2 separate regions of the Mus musculus genome follow, and region 2 is linked to region 1. The links are chromatin contacts, called in public Hi-C maps. All regions are on one chromosome and are shown on one strand. Each heading gives the region's core, a stretch centred on a gene start, on an enhancer-like site or on the middle of the called end of the contact. The rest is flanking DNA. Distances are from core to core; before and after follow the strand shown.

Evidence for each region. A called contact is a pair of places that touch in the nucleus more often than the background predicts.
Region 2: a Hi-C map of cranial neural crest shows a contact between it and region 1, with 2.0 times the contacts expected there. The contact joins two enhancer-like sites. A contact is called at or near these places in 4 of 39 promoter capture datasets (cranial neural crest, frontonasal cranial neural crest, maxillary cranial neural crest and 1 more), 1 of 15 datasets of contacts at CTCF or cohesin (the NIH/3T3 cell line), 1 of 484 Hi-C or Micro-C datasets (cranial neural crest) and 1 of 115 datasets of contacts at active chromatin or transcription factors (the NIH/3T3 cell line).

What each region holds. Positions count from the first base shown.
Region 1 is chr13:59,884,971-59,890,493 of GRCm38.p6, forward strand. No RefSeq gene overlaps it. Among named protein-coding and RNA genes, the nearest start is that of Gm19866, 28 kb to the right of the region's middle. Within about 2 kb of position 3,286, at least 73 of the 459 cell types and tissues checked have an H3K27ac peak or open chromatin away from gene starts, as enhancers often do. A contact at or near this core is called in the NIH/3T3 cell line, where this site is marked.
Region 2 is chr13:60,224,020-60,229,542 of GRCm38.p6, forward strand. No RefSeq gene overlaps it. Among named protein-coding and RNA genes, the nearest start is that of Gm5084, 21 kb to the left of the region's middle. Within about 2 kb of position 2,347, at least 77 of the 459 cell types and tissues checked have an H3K27ac peak or open chromatin away from gene starts, as enhancers often do. A contact at or near this core is called in the NIH/3T3 cell line, where this site is marked.

The DNA of each region.
Region 1 (5,523 bases), core at 2,036-4,535:
ATAAGAACCCTTGGGTGTAAGTAAGCTCGTGTGCACAGATGGTCAACATGTGCTGTGATAGAATTATTATCCCCAGTTATTCCTCAATCAAGCTGGGGAAAGCTGTGTTTTCTCTGGAAGATTTTATTTTACAAGCTGTGGCAGGGGATGGGGTATATCTCAGTGGTAGGCAACTTGCCTGCCTTGTACAAACCTTGTGTCTGGTCCTTAGCAATGACACAAAGAAACAAACACAATGTTTCCCTGGATTAAACCTGTGCTATTGTAGAGTTACAAAAGCAAAACAATACAGAAGGTGGGGGGAGGGGGGGCTAAGGTAGGAGGAACCTGTAAGCTACAAGTTCAAGACCAGTAAGAGCAACATAGTAATACCCCATCTCAGCAAAGGACCAAATATTGGTCTCTTCCTCTCTCTTTTACAGTCACTTATGTGTGCACATATACCCATATATAGCCATCAGAGAACAGCTCCCAGGAGTTGGTTTTCTCTTTCCACCAAGTGTCTGAGGGATCAAACTCAGGTCATGAGGCTTAGGGGCAAGTTCTCCCCCATCCCCTGTGCCATCTCCACGGCTCTTGTCTTAGTCACAGTTCTATTGCTGTGAAGAGACACCAAGGCTATGGCAACTCTTAGGAAAGAAAGCATTTAATTGGGGGGGGGGGTGGCTTACAGTTAGAGAGCTTTAGTCCATTTTCATCATGGCAGGGAGCATGGCAGCACGCAGGTAGACGTGGTACTGGAGAAGTGGCAGGGAGTTCTACATTTGAATCTGCAGACAGCAGGAAGAGAGATACTGGGCTTGGTGTGAGCATGTGAAACCTCAAAGCCCTCCCCTAGTGAGAAACTTCTCTAGCAAGGCCACACCTCTCGATCCTTCCCGAACAGTGCTATACTCTCTGATGACTAAGCATTCAACTATGTGAACCTGGGGGTGGAATAGGAAGTGAGACTCTTATTCAAACCACCGCACTGGTATAGCCTTGTTTCAAACAGATTCAACACTCATTTTAAGCATTTCTACTGAATATTCTTTGTTGATTGTTCTTCATATTTAGAAGACTGATTTAGTTTTTGAAAACAACTAAGACTCACTGAGAATGTAATTAAGTGGGGGTAATCTACTTAGACACAGAGGAGGTGATCAGTGAGAACTTCTGAAGAGCCTTTGTATGCACTTGGAAGCCTTGTGAATGTGTTGCTGCAGGAATACTTGGGCACAGATGGAACTAGAGGATAGAGTCCCATCCATGACAGTATCAGGAGGCAATCAGTCTGTTTTCATGGAAGCACCCAGAAGCCATGGCACACCATCAGAAGTTTTTTAGTGTATTTCTCTCTATGGAGTCCTGACAAATGCAGCTCAACTATGCAATGTAAGACAGACCAATACGTGCATGTCATTAGCAAAGAATCCTTCATCATGTGTCTTTTCACATGCTTGCTTTAGCAGAACATCCTCTCTCCTGTGTCTGCTTCAGGAAAACACTCCTTCACGTGTCTGCCCCAGCAAAACACCATCTGACACAATTGACTTTCCAAAGAAACTGTAAGTTTCCACTTCAAGGAGCCTTGCCTCTTGAATTTCATAAAATGTAAAGGCAGGTCAAGTGTCACCTCAGTTGTCTCAAGGGCTTCTTAGGAGCTGGAGAAATGGCTCAGTTGGTAAAGCAACTGCCATGTAAGCCTGAGATCCCTAGTTTGAATCCCCAGTGCCCACTTGAAAAATTGGGTGTGGTAGCATGTGTTTACAAGTGGGTGTTTTGCCTGCAGGGATCTGTGTACCACATGCATGTAGTGCTCCTAGAGGCCAGAAGAGGGCGCTTGGATCCCTTGGAACGGAAATTACAGATGGTTGTGATTTACCAAGTGGGTGTTGGGAACTAAACCCATCTTCTCTGAAAGAGCAGCAAGTTCTCTTAACCGCTGAGCAAGTGTATGTGATCTAAGCTCTGGCTAAGCAAAGATTAGCAGATCCTGGAGCTCAGTGCAAGACCTTGTTTCAGGCCCTCCTTCCTATATCGGTGTTAGGGAGTGGTCAACATTGGATACCTCAATCTCTCATGATCTTTGTCATCTTTTTGGTGCATGTGTCTCCCATAGAGTGACCTTAGGAATGGGCCTTGCTCTGGCTGATGGCGTCAGAGCTCTTCCAACCACAGCAGGCAGGTTCTGCAGGGCCCTTTACCCTTGGTCCTTAGCCAAGAGGTTTGCTTCTCTTTGCTCCCCTGTCCCAGCGTGGAGCTAGGGTACAGATTTTGATGGCCTCTTATTAAGGTCCAGGGATCAGAACAGAAGGGAAGCAGAGAATGTGAACTTAGGGTCCAATCCTAAGCCCAACAGTGCAGCTCTCCTGAAGGGTCCTTTCGGCTGCCCTTGGGAAGCCATAGTCAGCTCCTCCCCACCCCCACCCCCCACCAAGGAATAACTGATTGACACGGGAAAGGAAGGAGTAGGTTTCCCTCCCTCAGAAAAGCAGGAGGCCCGTGAATCACCGCTCTGATTCAGCTCTGTGGAGCAATCTTCATTTCCAGACCAAGGCTCTACTTTGTCCCCAAGAGATGGATTTAATTAGAAGTTCCCTCCTCCCCACTGAGAACTGCTGAGAGCCTTCTTGATTTATTTTCATACAAGGCAGGGTGTATTTTGGTGTTTTTCCTAAAATAAAGTAAGAGTTGCTACAGGCAGCATTGATCTTCCAGAAGATGGTGGAGAGCTTCTCAGAGACAACAAAACAAAACAAAACAAAACAAAACCAAAAACAACCCACTCCAGCACCTTCTTGAAGCACCAGACCACTATTACCTCTGCAAACTTCAAAAAGGCAACCAAACTTTCCCTTCAAGGTGATGCGCTTTTGTTGGGATGGGCTCTGCCATGCCTCAATAACGCGTATCACCCAGATGTTTCTGGCCTAAACTACAGTGGGTTTGTTGGTTCCTCACTTCTAGTCCACACCCCACACAGATAGGCCAAGATCTGCTCTCATTGAGCTGTATTCAGAGCACTTTCTTTGAGAGCCCTGACTGGCTACTGTCTCGACTTGCAGGCCATGGTGGTACATGGAGTAGAGAGAACTCTAACCCTTGTCACTAATCAAATCTGTCCCAGAAGTGGCAAAAGTCACTTCTGTCTCCTCCCATTCACCAGAACTGGTCACTGGGTCTCACCCAATGACCCAGCAGGCAGGAAGTACAAGCCACCTTCCCTTGTAGCCTGGAGGAGTTGACAGTTATTGACAACAGCAACCACAGCATTCCAGATAAACATTTGTGGCTGAACAGAGCTTCCCCTCCCCCATCACATCTGTGTTCTCTTAGTCTCTTCTTGAAACCTTGGGGACAGCAAGGGTTTCTAGTAACAAGGACACATGCTATTATTCAATCTGTGACTGTCCTTGACATTATGTGCTTTGAGTTACTTCTATTTCCTGGGGATCTCTTTCTCTCTCTCTCTCTCTCTCTCTCTCTCTCTCTCTCTCTCTCTCTCTCTGTGTGTGTGTGTGTGTGTGTGTGTGTCTGTCTATCTGTCTGTCTGTCTGTCCCCATCTAACTTTGAGGATATTCTGAAAAGTGAAGACTAGACTCACACCAGAGCTCTCTGCTGCCTCTGGGGAAAAGGTGCCTTCACCTTAGAGTTGGTCCTGGGTGCACATTTTGTTTCTTTCTCAAATATTCATGTATTTTTATTTCAGATTCCCAGCATTTCTGTCAAAGGCTCATGTCCTCCTCTCCTCCTGTCTTGAACTTTTAACTCCAGAGCCTCTGAGGCCAAATAAGTATCACACCCATGGCTAGAGTTAATGTTAGAGTTAGGAAGAGTTCAGCTCCTGGGTATGTTTTTTTTTTTTTTTGTGGTTTATGATTGCTATTCATATCATAGGGTGTTAGTAACCACAGAGACAAGACACTGTAGAGCCATATAATGTGAGCACACATAGACACACACACACACATACATACACACACACACATGCACACACACTTATACACACATATACACACACATATACACATACACACACACCTATACACACACATATACACACACATACACACATACATACACAGACACGCATATACAGCCACATACACACACATATACACACATACACAGACACATACACACAGACACATACATATACAAATATACACACACACACACACCAATATATACAAATACACACACACACAGAGCACAATTATAACTAATTCTTTATGTTTGAAGGTATGTATTTATCAGAGTTAAATTTCCCACAGTGAGATAGCTCACCATGAGAAAAAACAATTACAGTTACTGAAAATCATTTTTCTTAGACCCATTTAAAGAAGCACAGGGATGTCTTTGCAGCAGAAAATACAGTGGATACAGGAGACAGGGTATGCAAAGCCCTGAAAGCAAGCCATGTGGCATAGGAGGGCAGGAGATTTTAAATACTCTTAGGTCAGGCTAACTTGTTCTAGGCTAAGAACAGAATCCAAACATGGCTAAACCAGAATACTCAGACCTCTTTACAAAACGTATGTGGATAACATTATTTTTTGGAGAGATTATGGGAAGTGACTTTCTTGTTAATACAATTATTTGGGATTACGGCTCAATCCTGGCATTACCAGTGAGATTTTGAGATACCGGGAGGAGAGTTTTTGCTGTGTGTGTTACAGCCCCAGTTCACAGATCAGCACGAAGGCTCTTCCACAGAGAAGAAAAAGTGGTCAAAGTTTGTAAGACTGACCCTAAACTGAGCACAATTCGCCCTTTACAGAGGGGGGATTTTTTTTTCTTTTTGTCTTTTGTTTTCCTCTGTGCCACAAGGTGGCGGTGATCACATTCTCAAACAACCATCTGCCTCAGCTAAAATGAAGCCATGAAGTGGCAAAGTTTGATGTAATCTGCATCAGGAATGGAACCAGTATGTTCACAGTGGAAGGCCGGCACGGTTGCTATGGGAACGTCTCTCTCAATCAGCTTCCTTAACCCCTCAGGAGATAAATGGAAATGACCAATAGCCTTGTGGAAGGACTTCCTGCCATGAGGTTCTGCCTGTCCTCCACAGTGGGACCTCTGCCTGAGACCACAGAATGGGTTCTCCTTCTCTGCTACCGTCCTGTAGTTGTATCAGGGGTAGATAAGAAGCAGCCTTTGGCATTTATGGTTGGACACACAATGTGCTACTAGAGGAAGAGCTGTTTAAAAGATTCATAAGGACTGTACTGAGAGAGCAAGGAGTCACAGAGTCCCACACACTAACTTAAGGCCACTTATCTTTTTGTACCTAGAAGGACAACTCCCCTGGGTGTCACAGAGTGCACCTGAATGGTTATATCAGTACCTCTTAAAATGTAGGTGTGACATCTCTGCATCCTCGGGACAAGCGGAGGCATGCTGGTGACTTCATAGCCATCTTTTCAGACTCTATTGATATTTTCTAAATTCTGAGGGGAGAAAGACATTTCTAAATAAGGATCCATGTTCCCTCTCTCCAGGCTTAGCCAAGTTGGATTATCCTGTGTAAATTATTCAGG
Region 2 (5,523 bases), core at 1,097-3,596, 340 kb after region 1:
AACTCTCACCTCTGGAACTATAAATCCAATTAAACCGTTTCCTTTATCAGTTGCCTTGGTCATGGTGTATTATGACAGCAATAGAAAAATAACAAAGACACTGGCAAAGTTCAACTTCACATGTTTGTAAGGTTGTGGTCCCATTTTGGTAAATTTCCAGAGCTACCCTTAATCCTCAAAGTCTCCACCATTTCTTGTCCATGGTCCCTACAGCTCAGAAATAGGGATAGTGTGATAATTCTACCAGGCAAAATCTGCCATCCTACTCTGTTCCTTAGGATCCTTTGATTACAGAGAATTCAACTTTCTAATCCATGGGAGCCTTTTTATTTCAAGAGCATATAACTATCAACTTTCATCAGATAATACAAACACGTGTCTAACCCTCAGAGGTTAGGCTCATGGGAACAAAGCTCTCCTAGCCTGTTTCCCTGTGATGTCTAGAGATGGGGGTGACGACTTCTCAAAGTACAGTTTCATTAAACACTTTCCAAACACTCAGTATCCCCATTGTCTTATCAGTCAGAGCTCATCAGAGTAGAGGTCCCTGTTGCTGCTCTTGGCTCTCCGTGTCTCTTGCAACAAGTACATCTGAGCCTCTCACAAGGTTGGAGGTGGGCATGGTTCTCCTTGTGTGGTCAAGGCACCTTCTTCTGGACCCTCTCAGCTGGGAAAAGGGACATGGAGTGCCTATGTAAGGAAGGCCTGCTTCCGTCATTCTCCACACAGGATGTGGTGATTGACACTCTGTGAAAATTCTGGGACTTCTCTTGACTCCCAAAGTCCTGGATTGTGAGGACAGAGACAAATTCCCAAGTCCTAGACTGTTTCAGATATTTAAAACCAGTGTCACGTGGCTTTAAACTCAGAAGTCAGATATCTTTGTTCATGGATGGTCAATTAGCTTAATTGACTGACTGATACTTTTGGCAGAAGGTTGCTTTATAGACTAGGCTGGCCTGGAATTTGCTACTTAGCTTAGTTTGGCGTTGAACTCAACAATTCTCCCACCTCAGCTAAGAACTGCAGGCCTAAATCTGCATGCCCAACTGTACTTTTCTGTGCATATTTTGTGGGGTGCAGTTTGATAACTTAGACATACATATGCACTGTTTAATGATCAAACTAAGGTAATTAATGTTACCATCTCATGCATATCATTTATCCATGTTGTGGAATGTCACACTTTTGTAATCGTTTAGAAACACTGTGAATTGCTAAGAGTCATACCTCCATACTATGTAATAGATAGATCCTTCTGCATACATGTTGTTTGGCTTGAAGCTGAATCGGAGGCTACCATTCAAAGCTTGCACCCAAGCATCGGAATCGATGACTTTTCTTAAAAACATTAAGTGTCAGACTTGTGTACTTGTGTACGGGGTATGGGACAGTGAGTGACCTTTAGATAGGACCAGTTTCCTCTGGCTGTCACTGTCTCAGGACAGCTCTGCATGCTCTAGTTTTGGACTCAAGCCTACTTTGCAGTTTCTGGTATATGGTGTGTGTGTGTGTGTGTGTGTGTGTGTGTGTGTGTGTGTGTGTTTATGTATGTAAAGGACTTTCCAGAACTGTTGTAATTCTTGGGAAGAACTGAGGGCCATTCAGCAATCTTCGACACTTTATCAGATGTGATAGTAAAGAATGCCTTTATTAATTTCGGGGGTGGGATTCTTAGAGATGAAATAGTGTGACCCGGTGCCGTAGTTCTTCAAGATTCTTCTATGCAATACTAAGATGAGCTGGCTTCGGTGCTTGACAGGGAGTTTCCAGGCCTATTTAATGGCTGCAATTCAGCTGGGCCTGATCTCTACTTGCAGAGGAACTTTATCTAAATTTCACTTTGACAGATAAGCAGGGGAGCTTCAGAAGGTTTATAAATCAGGCTGGAGCTCTGCCAACATGCTAGAAACTGAGCTCCCAGAGAAAGCCAAAGCCTAAGCCATTCACAGTGTTTTCCTGGGTGGAGAGCCAGGTTGGAGAAATGTCTGTGCTCTTACCAGATAACTATCTTGTCAGGCCTGACATCAGCCTCTCTGTGTTGCAAAATGCTCTTTGGGATCCTGATACCTTAATGGCTAGGCCCCAGTTTATTACAGGCACAGCCATTTTGCTCACATTGGAATGCTGATGGTTTCCGGCGACATTTTGGGAAAAGCAACCCCTTGCATAGGTAGGTCTCCGCAGAGATGAGATGAGAGGCGGGAGATGCAGAGACAAGGGAGGAGTGTGCTCACAAAAGCAACAGTGTCCTGAGCGAGGTGGGAATGTACCTTCTCCAGTCCAGCCTGGGTGTCTCAGAGCACTGCAGTGATTCATCAGTCATAGATGGGCAGGGGGAGGGCCTCCGGGCTCCTGACACAGCCCTCTGTAGGCGTGATGGATGTGGAGAAACTCTACCCTTCCCAGGGGGTCAGGTGGCACCAGCCAGACAAAGATCGTAAACAATTCCGTCTTGAAAAAGAGCCCCCCCCTTTCCCTTCCCTCCCTCCCTCTCTTTTCCCCTCCCCTCTGGCTCTCTCCCCTTTTCTCTTTTTTTTCCCTCTCTCTGCCAAAAAGTTACAGTATCCAGCCGTTCCTTATTAAGTTAGAAGTCTGTGGAAAAAAAAAAGAAGGAGCCTGTGCATAGAAATACTCAGTCCTTCGACCCGGCTATTTCTATGGTGCAAGCATGTCTGGAGAAGTAAGGAAATGGCATTCCTGTTTGCTGCTGAGTAAAAAACCAGCTGCTCTCTGGATTTCAGAGGGAGATGTTATCCTACCCTGTGGTCGTCCAAGGTCTTCCAAGGCTGCTCTGGAGAGGCTGTGGATGAAAACAAGAGAGAGCTAGGGGGTGGGGGTGGGGGCAGGGGTGGACAAAAGAAAGCCGTGGGTACCGTGTGCTGGCTGCTGGAGACAGTTTCCATCTTTCTGTTGCTTCCGTGTCTTTTGACATCTTTGGGATTTTGACAAAAGTGGTTCTAATTGGATCTGAATCAATTTGAGCTTTTGATAAGGTGTATAACACCATCCCGGCACCCACCCCTCCACTCCAGTGAAGTTTGAAGAGTTTCTGTATTTGTTTGCTCGCCAGACGCTGTGGGCAAACTCATTCTCAGGCATGGTGCAAAGTTTGAGCTGCGACTTCCGGGGGATGTGTGTGATGCTCCCTGCTGTTCAGGGCCATCCTCAATCTCTTCTTTCCTCTCATAGGCTGGACCACAGAGGCCTGGAGCAGTCTGCTTCTCAGTTCCCATCTGATAGGTCGAGGTGTGCTGGTCCAGACAAGAACTTAGGGGAAGTCAAGATGGCCATCCGTGCCACCACACACTGACAGTGTGCTGACTTTCCTTTACCACCAAACCCTTAGCAGGCCATGTGATGAACAGATAAGGAGTGCAGAGGAGAGCCATCCCTCAACAGCTGATGGGCAGCATAAAGGTGCAATGATGAACTCAAGCTTCCTATCTCTGAAGCTTTACTGGTCCGCAAAATCTCATTCTTGGTCCCCATAGAAACTTGCTAGAGGGTACTTTGATGTTTGCTTTTTGAAATGTATTCCTCCTATATCATTCCTTGGCACAGAGAATTCCCAAACAGGCGTCTGCAGTAGGAAGAGTTTCGCAGGCAGTGGTCAATGGGAAGATGTAATGATCAATGTGCCTCAACCCAACTTCCACCCCCACACTCAGACCTCCCCTCTCTGGCCAACCATGAAGGTTGGAAGGTGAAGGCATTCGTAGAGTCTAGGTGACCTGTTCACCAGCACGGGAACATGGTACATGCAGCTCCTGGGGCTCAGATGTCTGGTTCAGTAGTACTTTGGAAGGTGGTAGGTTTGTGGGGAGGGACCAGACTTGACTTTGAGGGGCTAGGTTAAAGCGTAGCAGGAGAGTTACTCCAGCCTGAAGACACAGACCCGCCTCAGTGAGATGAATGTCGGCACCTATAGCTTCACTTCTTCCCGCTGCCTAGAAACTCCTCACTTGGGTTCAGACTTGGCAGTTCACTGTGTTAAATATTAATTCCCAATACCACACTGTGTGCACTTATACGTAAAAAGGAGAGCAGTAACAAGCCAAGCAATGACTGTGCTGACTTACCATGGCCTTCAGGTCTTACCTAATGACTGTCTGGAATGCTCTCTATAGTCAGCTATGCTAAACCTTACACACTGGGAAGAGCACATTGCCTTGGCTTATCAGGAAGATCTGAAACATTATCTTTTTGTCTCTTTACCTTTTCCCCCTTTCTTCTTTCTTCTTTCCTTCCTTCCTTCCTTCCTTCCTTCCTTCCTTCCTTCCTTCCTTCCTCTCTCTCTCTCTCTCTCTCTCTCTCTCTCTCTCTCTCTCCCTCTCTCTCCCCCCACCCCCACCCCCAGGAATGCCTTGGCCTCCTATCTTAAAGAATCCCCTCTCCCTTTCATCCTTAAGTCTTTTTAATTCTTGCTTAGTTTTGAGGTAGCATTGAGTATGGCAGCTATGTCTTGCTCCTGGACCACGTGTGGAACCCCAAGGATACCATTTAACTTACTGATCTCTGATCTGTAACTTAGTGATAACACTTTTGATCTCCTCACGCTTAGCCACACTCAGCACCTTGTCTGACAGCTACTTGATTCCTTGTTGTGACACCTGGAGCGTCTGCAGCCTTCTTCAGTCTGTGAGGTGATGAGTGCAGAATGGAATCCACTGTGCTAAGGGTGGTGGGAGAGATCCTGGGAAAGAGCCTGCGTCTTGGGTGACATTGCAGACTTGCTGAGTGAGGCCATGGCTGTTGCTGTCCATTTTCTTCTCTGTGAAGTGATTGGTGTTTAAGGTTCTAATTAATTTAAATAGCTGTAATGGTAGGCTTCACTTCTAGAAGACATGCACAGAACCCAGCAAGCGCTCGACATCCAGGAAGCATCAGGAGTCTCACTTGTTCATGGCAGGGAAGAAAATAAGGGCCGTCACAAAGGCCTTTACGTGCCACACAGAGGTTTTTTGAAAGGTCTCCTTGCTACATCATCTTAAAGTTGTGATGCTGCTAAAAAGGTAACAGCACAAACAGGCCATTCCACGGGCACAGTTGGATCTTCTCTCTGGCTTCCAACCCCATTTTCTCCTTCTCTGACTGAGCTCATCAATTATTCTTTTTTTGTTACTAAATTTGCTGGATTTTTAGATCTGCCCATGGAAAAGGACGCCGAGATAGAGCCTGCCCTTTATTCCGTTGTGTCTGTGGATGAGTTGTCCAGAGAAAGACTGAAAACTTAGCTGTGGACCAGATGGTTCCCTCCAGATGCAGCCAACACGTAAGGCCATATGCTGCATGCCCAAAGCAAGGTCAAACAAGCAGTCGCTTCAATCCTGGGGCTCAGAGAGGCTGGCAGAGAGGGTGTGTGAGAAAGCATGTGCAAAAAGCAGTGTGAACAAGTGTGCAAAAAAGTCCCTGCTGTCTGCCTCCCAACAGTGTGATCTGGGGAATGACTGAGCCCAAACAACACAGGGATTACTAACAATGGCTTCCACCAACTACATTCTAGGCTCTGTCCTAAGTGGT